Regions from separate parts of the Mus musculus genome. Here regions 2 and 3 are each linked to region 1. Evidence: chromatin contacts called from public capture Hi-C and promoter capture Hi-C data. All regions are on one chromosome and are shown on one strand. Each heading gives the region's core, a stretch centred on a gene start, on an enhancer-like site or on the middle of the called end of the contact. The rest is flanking DNA. Distances are from core to core; before and after follow the strand shown.

Region 1 (4,160 bases), core at 843-3,342:
CCGCCCCTCTCTCAACTCCTGCACTGGAAATTGTCACTTGACATCACTGTTGTGTATTAAAACTCAAAGTCCCCTTTGAGAGGAAAGTGGGGGGCTTGCGTTATCCCTGATACAGCTGAGACTGTTGTAGAAGTTCAGTTACAGCCCCAAAGGAGTCCACGTGCTGCACGCAGCTGAACTGTCTTGTTTTAAGATTTATATATATGTATATGTATATGAGTACATTGTAGCTGTCTGCAGACACACCAGAAGAAGACATCAGATCCCATCACAGATGGCTGTGAGCCACCATGTGGTTGCTGGGAGTTGAACTCAGGACCTCTGGAAGAGCAGTCAGTGCTCTGAGCACTGAGCCATCTCTACAGCCCCCTGCTGAACTGTTAGCGCTTGGTAAAGAACAGACTCAAAGGTGGAGAGCAGCAGAGTTTGGCACCTCCCATTATGTACATGGTCATAGTTGGAGACCACAAGTGTACAAGGCTCTCCTGGAGCATTTCCAGGAGAAATTCCCTCTGACTTTCCCAGAGAATGGTCTGTCGGAGAATTCGGGACTTTAAGCAAGTAATTCTGTCACCTGTGTTCCTTGTGGGGAAAACAGGGTAGCTCATGAGGGCGGAAGGGAAAGGAATGAGCAGCAGCCCGCTCACAACACAGGTGTGAAACCCACCACCGCAGGCACAGTTTTGTCGTCCATGTTGCGCTGGACATGAAATTGACGTTTTATAAAGGACTGAAAAAATGTTTGAAGATCAGGAAGTGTTCACGTCCTTCTGCCTCTACATAAACAACATCCAGCCCTCTGGGATGGCTGCGGTTACTGAACAGTGTGGGTGCGTGCCTGTGCGTGTGTGTGTGTGTGTGTCTGTGTGTGTCTGTAAAATTAAAAGGTGGAAGGAGGTGGAAACCTTAGTGCGTTTTATAGCTCCTTGAGGTACCGTAGCTGAAACCGGTACTCCAGCCTGTGCTCTCAGGCATTGGGAAACCAAGCTCGATTGCTTTAGTAACAGCACAGCACGGAGCTTATGGAGCGGCCTAGACAATTCGCTGTCTGACAGAGTTCATGGGGGCTGATAATCTAAAGTGACTTCTGTCTGCAGGGCAGAGTGGTGGGGCGGGAGGTCGGCGCCACTACCGTGCAGGTACTTTAAAAAGTTGGGAGTGAAATATGGCTGTTGGCTAATAGCTCAAAGTTGCTGTGTGTGTCTAGTGGCTCTCCAGGCTGTGCTGATTGGCTGATATCTTTCTTAGACGAGCTCACCTGCGCCTGTGTTTAGAACGCTTGAAAGTTCTGATCCCGCTGGGCCCAGACTGCACCAGGCACACAACACTCGGTTTGCTCAACAAAGCCAAAGCACACATCAAGGTGAGAATCTTTCTTTCCATATTTGCACTGATTCCTGTGTGTGTCGTGTACAGCTCACTAGACCGTCCTCTTCTTCACTAACTGCCCTCCAGAGAAACGGCTGTAAAATCTCACCAGCGATCCAGTGGGGCAGCATGATGCGAATAAATGAAAAAAATTTACAGCGTGGCCATCTAGACCTGAGAATGCTGGGGAAGGTCTTTCCGATACCCTGAAGGAAGGCAGCTGCGCCCTCTGGCGGAGATGCTGTTATTTGGCTTTATCTCTCAGTAATTTTCCACTGAATACCACATTGCAGGAGGTTTCTCTTTGTGGAACTTACCTCACAGACTTTTATAGTTCACTTCATTTGTTCAAGTAACATAGCATCCATACAGGAAAAAGACCACTGTTTTTATGTTTAAAACGCAAGTGTTTCTCAGTATTTATATATGCAAGGGTACATACATACCCACATATGTGTATTTGTGGCAGGAATTAGTTTTACTGTACTAGACTGGACTACAGGTGTGAATAAAACATCTTCATTTTAGAAACTTGAAGAAGCGGAGAGGAAGAGCCAGCACCAGCTAGAGAACTTGGAACGAGAACAGAGGTTTTTAAAGCGGCGACTGGAACAGCTGCAGGGGCCTCAGGAGATGGAGCGGATACGAATGGACAGCATTGGATCAACCATCTCTTCAGATCGCTCGGATTCAGAGCGAGGTAGGCAGCTTCTCTTTCTAAGGAAGTCCTGAGTCTCCGAGACGGGTGGGGGCGGGGAGACTGTAGACACTGCATCGGCTCTCACTAACCAATGTAGTACTGTCGTCTAGCTTCTGTTGTTTTGGTGCTAGAGAGCAAACCCAGCGAGTAGCATGTGCTAGGTTAGGAAGAGTGAGCCCAGCCGCACTCCCAGCCCCCAGCTTGGGCTTTGTGCACCCTAACATTCTCTGGCAGTGCCTTTGTGAACCACAATTTTTTTTCATATATGTATATACATTCTTTCTATTTTGAAATAAATTTTAGACTTAGAAAAAGTTCTGTTTAAAATATGCCAAGTTCTTGGGGGCTGGAGAGAGGGCTCAGCAGTTTAGAGCACTGACCGCTCTTCCAGAGGTCCTGCCTGAGTTCAATTCCCAATTCCCAGCGACCACATGGTGGCTCAACAACCATCTGTAATGGGATCTAGTGTCTCTTCTGGTGTGTCTGCAGACAGCCACAGTGCACAGTATACTCATATACATAAGTAAACAGATCTCAAAGGAAAGAAGGAAGGAGGGAGGGAGGAGAGAGAGAGAAAGGAAGGAAGGAAGGAAGCAAGGAAGAAAGAAAGAGAGAAAGAAAATGCAGAATTCTTACCATGAGAGAGGGACATGGCTTGAAGCTATATTTCATGCAAGAAAATCAAAAGCAAACCCCTTAAACCTACTTTATGATTAGCTTATTTTAGTTACTATTCAGAATTTGTTGATGAATCCATAGAAATCCATAGATCCACCTATGATCTATGATAGAGAGTTGACACCACCAAAAAATTCGGATGCCTAAACATAAATTTTCTATCTTTAATTTTATTTCTCCATGACCCCAACCTCTTTAAAGCAACCCTGATTAATAAACAGAGCTGTGAATTAGTTTTTGGTTTAATGTAAAACAGATGTTGTTAAACCACTTGGGTTGGGATCTTTTAATATTAAGTACTAATTCCCAAACAGGCCAAGCGCTTTTAGTGGGAGGTCTAGACGGACTGGCGTCAAAAGGGTTTTAGTAAACTTGCTGCCTAAATTAAGACCACCACTGTATACCAGATTGCTCTTTGCAGGAGAGTCCCTGATAGAGCACGGATAACCTTGCTGGATAACCTCTCTAACTTCTGAAAGTGCACATGCAGATTATTAATGCCCCCCTTTGTTTTCTCTTTCTTCCTCCCGCAGAGGAGATTGAAGTGGATGTGGAAAGCACAGAGTTCTCCCATGGAGAAGCAGACAGTGTCAGTACCACCAGCATCAGTGACCTTGACGACCACAGCAGCCTGCAGAGTGTCGGGAGTGACGAGGGTTATTCCAGTGCCAGTGTCAAACTCTCCTTCGCGTCCTAGGACCCAGCATGGCCTAACAGTGCAGGGCGGAGCGCTCACTGGGCCGAGTCAACACCGGCTCTCAAATTGGGTTCATGATGCAGTCTCCTCTTTAAAACTAAAAACTATACTTGAACAAAACGGTCAGAAGACCTGTATTTAAGCAAATACTTAACGAAAAGTGGGGTAGAGCCTCCCTGGTAGAACAAATATTCCTATATTTGGAAAGAGTACAGTTTCTAACGGCAGCAGAAACCATGCGCGTGATTATCTTGAGTTGACCAGGTTGACTTGAGAGACAATGGAGACTTCACTCTCCTGTTGCAGTTTGCTCACTCTGTGGTGGTGAGCAGACATTTAAGGATAGGGTTATGAACCCTTCCCGAGCTTCTTGGCCCTAGAAACAAAATCACACTTAGAGTAAGGAAAAGGCAGGATAATCAGGCATTAATCTCAGATAGCTGAAGAGCTATTAAAACTCAGCCTCTGTTTATCATGAAGCCTGTGGATGATCAGTTCTTTTAAACAAAATGAATTTTTAAAAAGCTCATATCGTGCTCTACAAAAGGAGAGACTCCATGAAGCCTTTTGAAAGAGGCCCTGACGCAGCCCGGCTTTCTGTTGGATTCCATGCTAAGCCAGCTAACCTTACCTGCATTGTTAGCTCTAGAGCAGCCGACCACCCGCTCGCCACCCTTCGGCCACGTAGGGGCAGCCCATGCATGACGGCCTGAATCA
Region 2 (4,160 bases), core at 862-3,361, 320 kb before region 1:
TTTGCTTAGATAGTTGTGGCTTTGGCTTGGGGTATGATTTGTTCTCCTAGGGGTTTATAAATGTTAAGAAGTCGTGTGACCTTTAAAAAGGAGAACCTAAGAGAAATTTGGCAAATCATTTTGTACACCAATGTTAGTAGGGATTAAGGGTTCTGAGACCCTGGGAAGTTGTTGTAAGACCCTGACTCTCCCTACTTTCTTGTTTCCTGTCTCACCACAACATCCTGACTTGCCTACTGTCCTGCCAATGTGTCTGCCTACAGGCCATCAAGACAGCTCAGCAAAGGTATGCATGTGTTGAGCCTCTATAATTACAAGAAAGACAAAACTCTTAAAAAAAAACCCACAGTTTCTCGTATTTTATTATAAGAATAGAAATTTGACTAACACAGTTTGCCGATTCACAAAACAAAGTGATTTCATGGACCTCATGTCAAATGGATATCCAAAATACCCGTTGACATCGGGCCTATGGCTGCCGTTTAAACTGTGCATCGTGCAGAGGTGGGGGTGCTTCTCTGTGCTCACTTACAGGCTGGAGGCAGGAGAATCGGGATTTCAAGATCGTCCTCAGCTCCACAGTGAATCTGAGGGTAATCTGGGCTATGTGAGACTCTGTTTCAAAACCAAAAAAAACATTTAAAATTAAAATAAAACCATCTAGCGTAGAATAATACAGTCCAGTGTTGGCCCAGTAGGTTTGTGTGCTGCCCGACATGCCCACCTATTTCCTAGAACTTTCTGAATTTAGGACACTTCCCTAGATAATGGGACTTATGTGAGGTCTTGGTGCATCGGTTGACCTCGATACTCTTGCCATACAGAGCTCTGAGGGGGGCGGGGGGGGGGAGACAGAAGAAGAAAAAGTGGGAGAGAGGGAAACAGAGAGAAGAGCTATCAGCCAATGAACACACTGGCAACAAATCTTTGCCTGCTTGCAGGCCTGTCAGAGAAAACAGCAGCTTAAGGGCGGGCTCTGTGGGGCCTCCCTTTGGCCTACATTCACAAAATGAGCAGCAGGCCCAGCAAGACCTCTGCAGAGAAAGAAAGACAGCACGCTGCCCAAGTTCCCTCAAGGGAAGGTCTGGGAACAGTGTGCATCCTTTGAACCGAAACCCTTCACCTCCTCTCCTTCGAGAAGCTGGTTCCAGAAAGTGCTCTGCGGTGCCGCACGTCAGCCCCCCTCACCATCGCTAAATAATGGAGGGACGCCCAGGCCTGGCAACCCCACAACTCCTGTGCACTCCAGATCCTGTGCGGTGCAGCGGCCCTCAAAGCAAAGCCGGCCGCAGCCCGTCCAGTCCTTCACCCTCATGTAGGGTGTGTGACAGGATTACTGCCCATCCGTCCTCAGCTTTCTTTTGATCCTGGAAGTGACCAGAACTCTGCCTTCAGGAGGATCACAGGCCGGGAGAGGAGTTCTGAATGCCAGCTGCCTGGTTGATTCTTACTAGCCGTGAGTGCGTTGGTAACTTGTGTTTCCTCTCTCAGTGGTGTGAGGCAAGGAATGCCCAGCTCCAGAGGCTGTTAGAAAGACCAAAGAAAAGGAACCAGAAAAGCTCATTTTACTGTCTGGTGTACAGAAAGAACTCTGTTCCCATGAGAAAACAAAAACAAAAAAGACAAAACAAAAAAAAAAAAAAAAAACCCTCAAGTCTCTACATCTTGGTCAAGCATGCGATGTCACAGCAGGAGTCATCTTTGGAGACCATCTATTTGCCTGAACTTATGAGACAAGCAGTTTGCTCTCCCATGACGCAGAGGTGATGGCCCCGACCAGCGTGTGGTCCTATCAGTCTAAGGTTCCGTCAATGCCCTCATTGTAGGAGGCAAGGCACACCTGCACACACCAGCGTCCATTTGCCCCTCACCCCGGGGGCGGGTGGCCTTGCTGTTATGCTAAACAGTCACCTCTCCTGGATTGTTGGCTCGCTATTCAAACCAGCTTCGAGGCCCCGGGGTGAGGGTGGGAGGAGCTTCAGCTCAGGAAAAAAAAAAACAAACAAACAAAAAAAAACGCGTAGGAGCGCAAGCAAGAGCTACACTCTATACTCCCTCTCTTCGCCTGCAAGCCTTGGACCGGGAGGGGGACGGACAGCTCTGGGGTTAGCGTGCAGCACAGCTGTGAAAACAACCTGTCCCAGCTCTGTCACAAAGAGGCCCCAGCAGGTTTGCGACAGGGAGGAGTTCCCAGCCTAAACAGAGAGAGCCAAACAAAAAAGCTGCTGTTGTGTGACCTCAGCACAAGGAGGTCACCCACCTTCCTTTGAAGTTCACTGGGAGAGGGATCATGTGGGTGTAAATTAATGGGGGGAGGGAAATAACAGATTTTTTTAAAGAAAAACAACACTAAAGATTTTTCTCCGGGTTGGTAGATGGCTCAGTGGATACAGCGTTTGCTACGAAAAGCCAAATTTCAGATCCCCAGGACCCACACAACTGCCAGGTAGGCATGGTGACACACCTATAACTTCAGTGCGCTGGAGACAGGACAAGGGATCGCTGGAGCAAGCTAGCCAGCCAGACGTATCCTGTAGATGTGTTCTGTGTCTAAATGAGAGCCCCTGACTCGATAAGCAAGATAGAGAGTGACCGCGGAAGACTCTTCCTGTTAGCTCCCTCCTCCACACAAGAGGAGCATCCACAGGTGAACAGGCACATGTCCAAGCCCACGCACACATGGAAGAAAACATTGCCTCATATACCTAGCAGCTGAAAGGGGCTTAAGCTTTAGGATATACTGGCAAATGGAAAAATAAAATAAAATGAATTGTGGCATATACTATTAATAGTATAATGTCATTTAGTTTTCTTTTCTTTAAGGTAGACTTCTTCTTTTCTAATTATTTATTCAATGTATGTAAGTACACTGTCACTCTCTTCAGACACACCACAAGTGGACATCGGATTCCACTAGAGATGGATGTGATCTACTCGCTATTAGCTACTCAGGAAATAAAAGGCAGCTTATTTTGGTTCTGGTTCCAGAGGCCCCAGAGAAAAATTGGATGTCCCGTGCATTTGGGGCTCCATGCAGGCAGCACTTCATGGTGAAACCATCCAAGCCATTTGTTTGGAGGTTTTTGAGGCCCGCCTGGTTTCATTAGGGCTGCTTGCACGAGCGTGAGTGTGTGCTTATCTACAGATGAGTGTGCACACTCAACAGAAACACCTGCCCATGGCGTTCCTGTTCCTATGGCCAACGAAGACGTGAACACCTACCCGGCTGCCCCTACAAGGTACAGGCTACTTGCGTTTGCATAGCATCCAAAATGCCTGGCAAAAACGACTTTAGTGGGGAAGGATTCGTTTCGGCTGGTGGTTTTGGAAGGCTCGGTTTATGAACGCGTGGCTCTGTGATTCTCGGTTGTGAAGCAGAGCAACACGGCAGTGGAATCACAAGGCCAAGAAGCACTTTCACCTTGAAGCAGATCAGGAAATAGAGAAGTGGGACATGATACAACCAAGAATACACCCCAATGCCCTGCTTCTTCTACCCAGAGCCCAGCTAGCTCCTGAAGCCCTCAGACTGTCTCAGAACGGTACCACAAACCAGAGAGCTAGGCTTCAACCCACAGGCTTGAGGCAGACACTGCATGGTCAAGCTCGTGACAGCAGAATGGTTACGTGCACTGCTGTGGATCCACAGGGGCGAGAAATAAGAATAAGAAAACTCACTCTTACACATCGTCATGCCTGGACACGGTGAGTGGACGAGTCTGAGAGATGGGCCCTGGGACTAAAGAGAGCCTGGGTGCCTGAGTGATCCTCTCTCTATATATATATATATTTTTTTTTTTCTTACAATATATTCTGATTATGTTTCTCCTCCCCCTACTTCTCCCAGTTCTTCCCACCCATCCCTACCATATGGATACACACCCCTTCAGTCTCTTGCTAGAAAACAGACATCTAAATAATAATAATAAAATATGATAATATAAATCCAAGACAAATCAGAGCATGACAAAACAAATGAGAAAAAGAGCCAAAGAAGAAGCACAAGAAGCGTCCCTCTCAGGGCTGAGTCCTCCAAGTTCTCTTATTCTGCATCCTGTCTGGAGTGGATCTGTTTGTTCCCCTCTCCTGCAGGAGGTTTCTCTGGCGATGACTGAGCACGGCACAGATCTTTGAGAATAGCAGAATGCTGTTAGAAGTCA
Region 3 (4,160 bases), core at 686-3,185, 280 kb after region 1:
CCCTGGCTGTCCTGGAACTCACTTTGTAGACCAGGATGGCCTTGAACTCAGAAATCCGCCTGCTTCTGCCTCTGCCTCCTGAGTGCTGGGATTAAAGGCATGCGCCACCACTCCCGGCTTAATGACACAATTTTAAGAATAGTTTTTGGAAAGTACAAATTCAGAAGTGGGAAAGGGCAAAAACTGATTTTTTAATGATTCTTTTTAAAATTAAGCATCAGCAAAAATGTGTTTTCAAACACTCACTTGGCTTGATGGTTTAAAGGTTTCCTAACAACTCTAGAAGGAGCTAGTTCTCCATTCAGCTCGCAGGAGCCTGCTGGTTGGATGGTGTTTGGGAGGAGACTTCGCTGTCCGAGCCAGTGGTCCTTACAGGCCACAGCAGCGAGCTGCTGGCTTCGCAGAGTGGGCACTGCCTGTAGGCAGCTGTGCCTCCTTGAGGGTTCATTTTCTCTCTATATGCTGTGTTGTTGGATAGCATTGCCCTGTTGTGAGGGTGGGGCCCTGCTGCCCTGTGTCTAATTTCACCTGGGAAAAGCAACGCCAATGAAATCTGGTTTAGTCGTAGCCTTGCCTAGAAATAGGTTACGGCTTGGGTCACGTTAAATCTTGATAAAGTAGATTAACATCTCTACAAGAAACATTGGTTTGTCTAGAGCTCAGGTTTGGCAAAGCAAGTCCTCTTTAAATATGGCTTTGGTGTTTGCACATTAAGCTAAAAATAACGGGACCTTGCAGTTAGAATATATTTAGTTCCAGAGATGCATTTCTTTATTTTAGTTTAATATTCTAATTTTACAGATGAGATGTGAAGCCCAGATCAGGCAGGTGGCCCAAGTGAACATATTAGCACACTTAGATAACAGAACCAAGCCGTGGGTCCCTTCTCTCAAGAAACTCACACATTTATTTGCAGGTGGCCTTGCACGTTACACAAAGACGAATTTTAAGGTTATAGATGATTGCCACCTTCACTTTGTCTCTGCCCTTTGCCTTTTTTTGTTGTTAGTTTTTTGTTTGTTTGTTTGTTTAAAGAACTCACCAACTTAGGAACACTTAGGTCACACTTACCCATGTCCCAGGGAGACTTGAGTTACCTCCAGTTGCCAGGCTTCTGCAAGGAAGGTGCCAGTGTTATCTATAAATCTGCCACCGTGTGGCCGACAGGCACCCCTTCCTAGAGACAGAGTGTCTCCTGGGTGTAAGAGGCCTTGTGGCAGCCAGTAGCTACACAGAACACGAGGCAGCGTGGAGATTAGGGTTGCAAAAAGAATGTGGATATATTTACTCTGTCAGGTTGGCACACTGTGGTATGAGTTTTCCAGAGACCTTAACGTTTGAACATTATCTTTGATGGACTGTGTAATTGAGTGTCTTCAAGAAATTATTCAGCCATTAAAATTGATAGCTCAGCTGTTAAGAAGAGCGCTTGCTGATTGGTTCTCAGAATCCATATCGGGTAGCTTCCAGCTGCCTGTAACTAAGTCCCGAGGTATCAGACACCTTCTGGTGTGTGTGCAGAGAAGCAAGTGTGTGGTGGTGGTGGTGGTGGTGGTGGTGGTGGTGGTGGTGGTGGTGGTGGTGGTGGTGGTGGTGGTGATATAATAGAGCCCCAAAGCCTGAAGGACATGGGTTTAGAGCCAAATTATTTGGGACTAGAGTGTCAGAGCCTATTAATGTCTGATGTACAGTGCCACTTAAGGCAAAGACTTCTTGGGAGCCGTTTCCAGCCTACCTTGCCTCCTCACAGTTAGAAAGGTGCTTTCTTCAGCATTGTGTAGGGGCTCCATTTTCTCTCAGCCTAAATCTCAAGCTGTTTTCCCCGTAGCCACTAGAGGGAGCCCTTGATACATGCTGACCCCTCAGATTTGGGATCTCAGGTTTTCTTCCACACTGATTCCTCGCTAGAGTTGCAGCCGCTGTGAGGTCAGGGTGTGGTATAACTGAGACCTCTGGGGCAGCACTTTATGAGCGAAGTGTTAACTGCTTGCAGCTCACTCCTAAGTGAGCTTTGGGGCAAAGGTGCCTGCTGCGCTCACAACAGGTTGTGTCACTGTTCCGGAAACAGCAGGAAGCCTGGGTGTTGTAAAGATGGCAACCCTTCCTCACGCCAGGCCTGCTTATTCTCTGCAGAGCACGCGCTTGCTCCTTTGTTCCTTCTGCCTTCTGAGTCCTCATTTAAGCGCAGAGGCATCCTGGTTCTCTGCAGCCTGGCATTCCTAAAGCAGAGGTTGCCTTTCGTTCTGTTTCATGTATGGTTTCTAAGTTCCCTCTGTGTCCTGTGGTTTTGGCATTTTAATCCACTTAGTGTTTTCGAATTATTGGTAGCAGTCACTGTGTGATCTCTGGACACCCCAGGAAGACCTGTTCTACCCTATTGCCTACCAAGCCACGAAAAGCCATCCTAAGAGGTCCTGCCACTTCCAAGTTTCACCAGAGGTGATGCTCTGTCACTGTGGATGAGTGGCTTAAGGACCTTCTCCCACAAACTCGTGCTGCCCCAATTCACTCCACCCACAGAGCATGGTGACCAGGTGGTAAAGCGAAGCTGAGCGACCCATTTTACTGCGTTGGGAATGGGCAGCTGGTGACTGAGTAGGACAGCAGAACCTCCTTTAGACATGTGTATGTGCAGGGCACACATCCATCCTGTCTCATTAGCAAACCAGAAAGGTTTTCATATGAGTCCGTGCTGCAGTCTCTGCTCCATTGTGGTCACTTGGAGGGTTGTACTTTGGATTCACAGTGGCCTCACAGACTGAAGCCCTGGTCTGTTTGTTCACTGGTCTCCAGCTGTGCCCTGAAGGGCTGGGGTCTGGAAGTGGGGTGAAGTCACTGGGGGCAAGTCTTTGAAGGTTCCATCTATTCCTGCTTCCTGGTCCATTAAAATGTGAGCAGCTGCCTTGCCTCATGCTCCTGTCAGGACAGCCACTCCACCCTGCCTCGCCCTGTGATTGACTGAAATCCCCCTGAAACTGAGCCAAAATAAACATTTCCTCCCTGAGTTTGTCTCTTTCAAGTACTTTGGTCACGGTGATGAGAAAGCAACTAACAAAGAGCTGGGGAGATGGCTCCGCCGGTAACCGTGACTGCTCATGCAGAAGGCTGTGGTTCTGTCCCCAACACCCACATACCACCTGTAACTGCAGCTCCAGGATCCAGCATGTTCACCCAAAAACATACACATACTCATAAATAAAAATCTTATTAAAAAAAAAAACATACAGAATGGTTGGTGAAGTGTGATTTTTTTTTTTTAAATCTCATTAGGCAAGCCCAGATAGCCAGGGGAATTTGCCCCCGAGCACAGTCAGACCTACTAAGACCTCTGACAGAGCAAATGCTGGTCTGTGGGTCTGTGAAGTGGATAAACTGGATTTTAGAGAACTTTTCCTGAAACTAAGATGACCCCAGTCACTGCTTGTCTCTAGCCCAGCCAGTACGGAAAGCCACAGTGGCCTTGCTCAGAATCCAAACTGTCACATGAGTGGCTTTCATGTTTTGGACCAGATGTCTCTTCGGTCTTCTATGTGGGCATACCTTCCTCAAGCCCCCACCAATAAGCAAGCCTTTTAGAACCTGACCTCCGACCAATTAAACCTTGTTACCACCTAAGGACCTGGATTTCTGTTTTGAAACCATCTTGGATGGAGACCAGGTTTTCTTTAGCTCGTGTGTGCTATATGCATGTCTGCGTGCATGCAGATGCCAGGAGAGTATATCTCCTTTATCACGGCCTCCTCCTCTGAGCCAAGTCTCTTCCTGAATCTGGGGTGCATGGTTTTTCTGCTAGACTGGAAGCCAGCAATTCCCCTGCCTCCCTATCTTGCTCTCCACCTTGAAGCTAGGGCTACAGGTATTTATGAGGATGCTCTGCTTGTTAAATGAGTTCTGGGATCTGACCTAGGTGCTCATGATGGTAGAGCAAATGTTCTTAAGCCCTGAGCCATCTGTCAGCCCTGAGATCAGGTTTTCTTATCCCCCTTTCGGGCTCAGAGAAGGTCCAGCAAAGGGGTGGCTGACACGTTGCCTCGCCTCTTGTCAACAATCACGTTAGTTGTTTTGTTGCCCCTTCCCCCCAAACATACACACGCCCTTTGCACTCGTACACCTATCCTTTAACCACAGTGCCTTACACATTGTTATCCAGAACACAGGTG

Evidence for each region. Promoter capture Hi-C pulls out the DNA fragments that hold promoters and counts their contacts. Capture Hi-C pulls out chosen DNA fragments and counts their contacts.
Region 2: a contact with region 1 is called in a promoter capture Hi-C map of embryonic stem cells. The contact joins two enhancer-like sites. A contact is called at or near these places in 12 of 39 promoter capture datasets (the 3T3-L1 cell line, 3T3-L1-derived adipocytes, the C10 cell line and 8 more), 1 of 15 datasets of contacts at CTCF or cohesin (large pre-B cells), 5 of 484 Hi-C or Micro-C datasets (the BV-2 cell line, embryonic stem cells and nephron progenitors), 11 of 115 datasets of contacts at active chromatin or transcription factors (T-cell acute lymphoblastic leukemia, embryonic stem cells, pancreatic cancer cells and 1 more) and 3 of 9 other capture datasets (adipose tissue, liver and pancreatic islet).
Region 3: a contact with region 1 is called in a capture Hi-C map of embryonic stem cells, with 2.0 times the contacts expected there. The contact joins two enhancer-like sites. A contact is called at or near these places in 1 of 39 promoter capture datasets (pre-B cells), 1 of 15 datasets of contacts at CTCF or cohesin (large pre-B cells), 1 of 115 datasets of contacts at active chromatin or transcription factors (embryonic stem cells) and 3 of 9 other capture datasets (adipose tissue, embryonic stem cells and liver).

Annotation. Positions count from the first base shown.
Region 1 is chr19:53,368,294-53,372,453 of GRCm38.p6, forward strand. It overlaps Mxi1 (MAX interactor 1, dimerization protein), which reads left to right. Exons shown (of 6, transcript NM_001008542.3): 4 at 1,249-1,363; 5 at 1,897-2,068; 6 at 3,280-4,160. The coding sequence ends at 3,443. Among named protein-coding and RNA genes, the nearest start is that of Smndc1, 20 kb to the right of the region's middle. Within about 2 kb of position 2,093, at least 28 of the 459 cell types and tissues checked have an H3K27ac peak or open chromatin away from gene starts, as enhancers often do. A contact at or near this core is called in embryonic stem cells, where this site is marked.
Region 2 is chr19:53,050,385-53,054,544 of GRCm38.p6, forward strand. It overlaps Gm30234 (a long non-coding RNA gene), which reads right to left. Exons shown (of 3, transcript XR_877911.2): 3 at 332-1,524. Among named protein-coding and RNA genes, the nearest start is that of Xpnpep1, 14 kb to the left of the region's middle. Within about 2 kb of position 2,112, at least 76 of the 459 cell types and tissues checked have an H3K27ac peak or open chromatin away from gene starts, as enhancers often do. A contact at or near this core is called in embryonic stem cells, where this site is marked.
Region 3 is chr19:53,647,081-53,651,240 of GRCm38.p6, forward strand. No RefSeq gene overlaps it. Among named protein-coding and RNA genes, the nearest start is that of Gm46653, 27 kb to the right of the region's middle. Within about 2 kb of position 1,936, at least 80 of the 459 cell types and tissues checked have an H3K27ac peak or open chromatin away from gene starts, as enhancers often do. A contact at or near this core is called in embryonic stem cells, where this site is marked.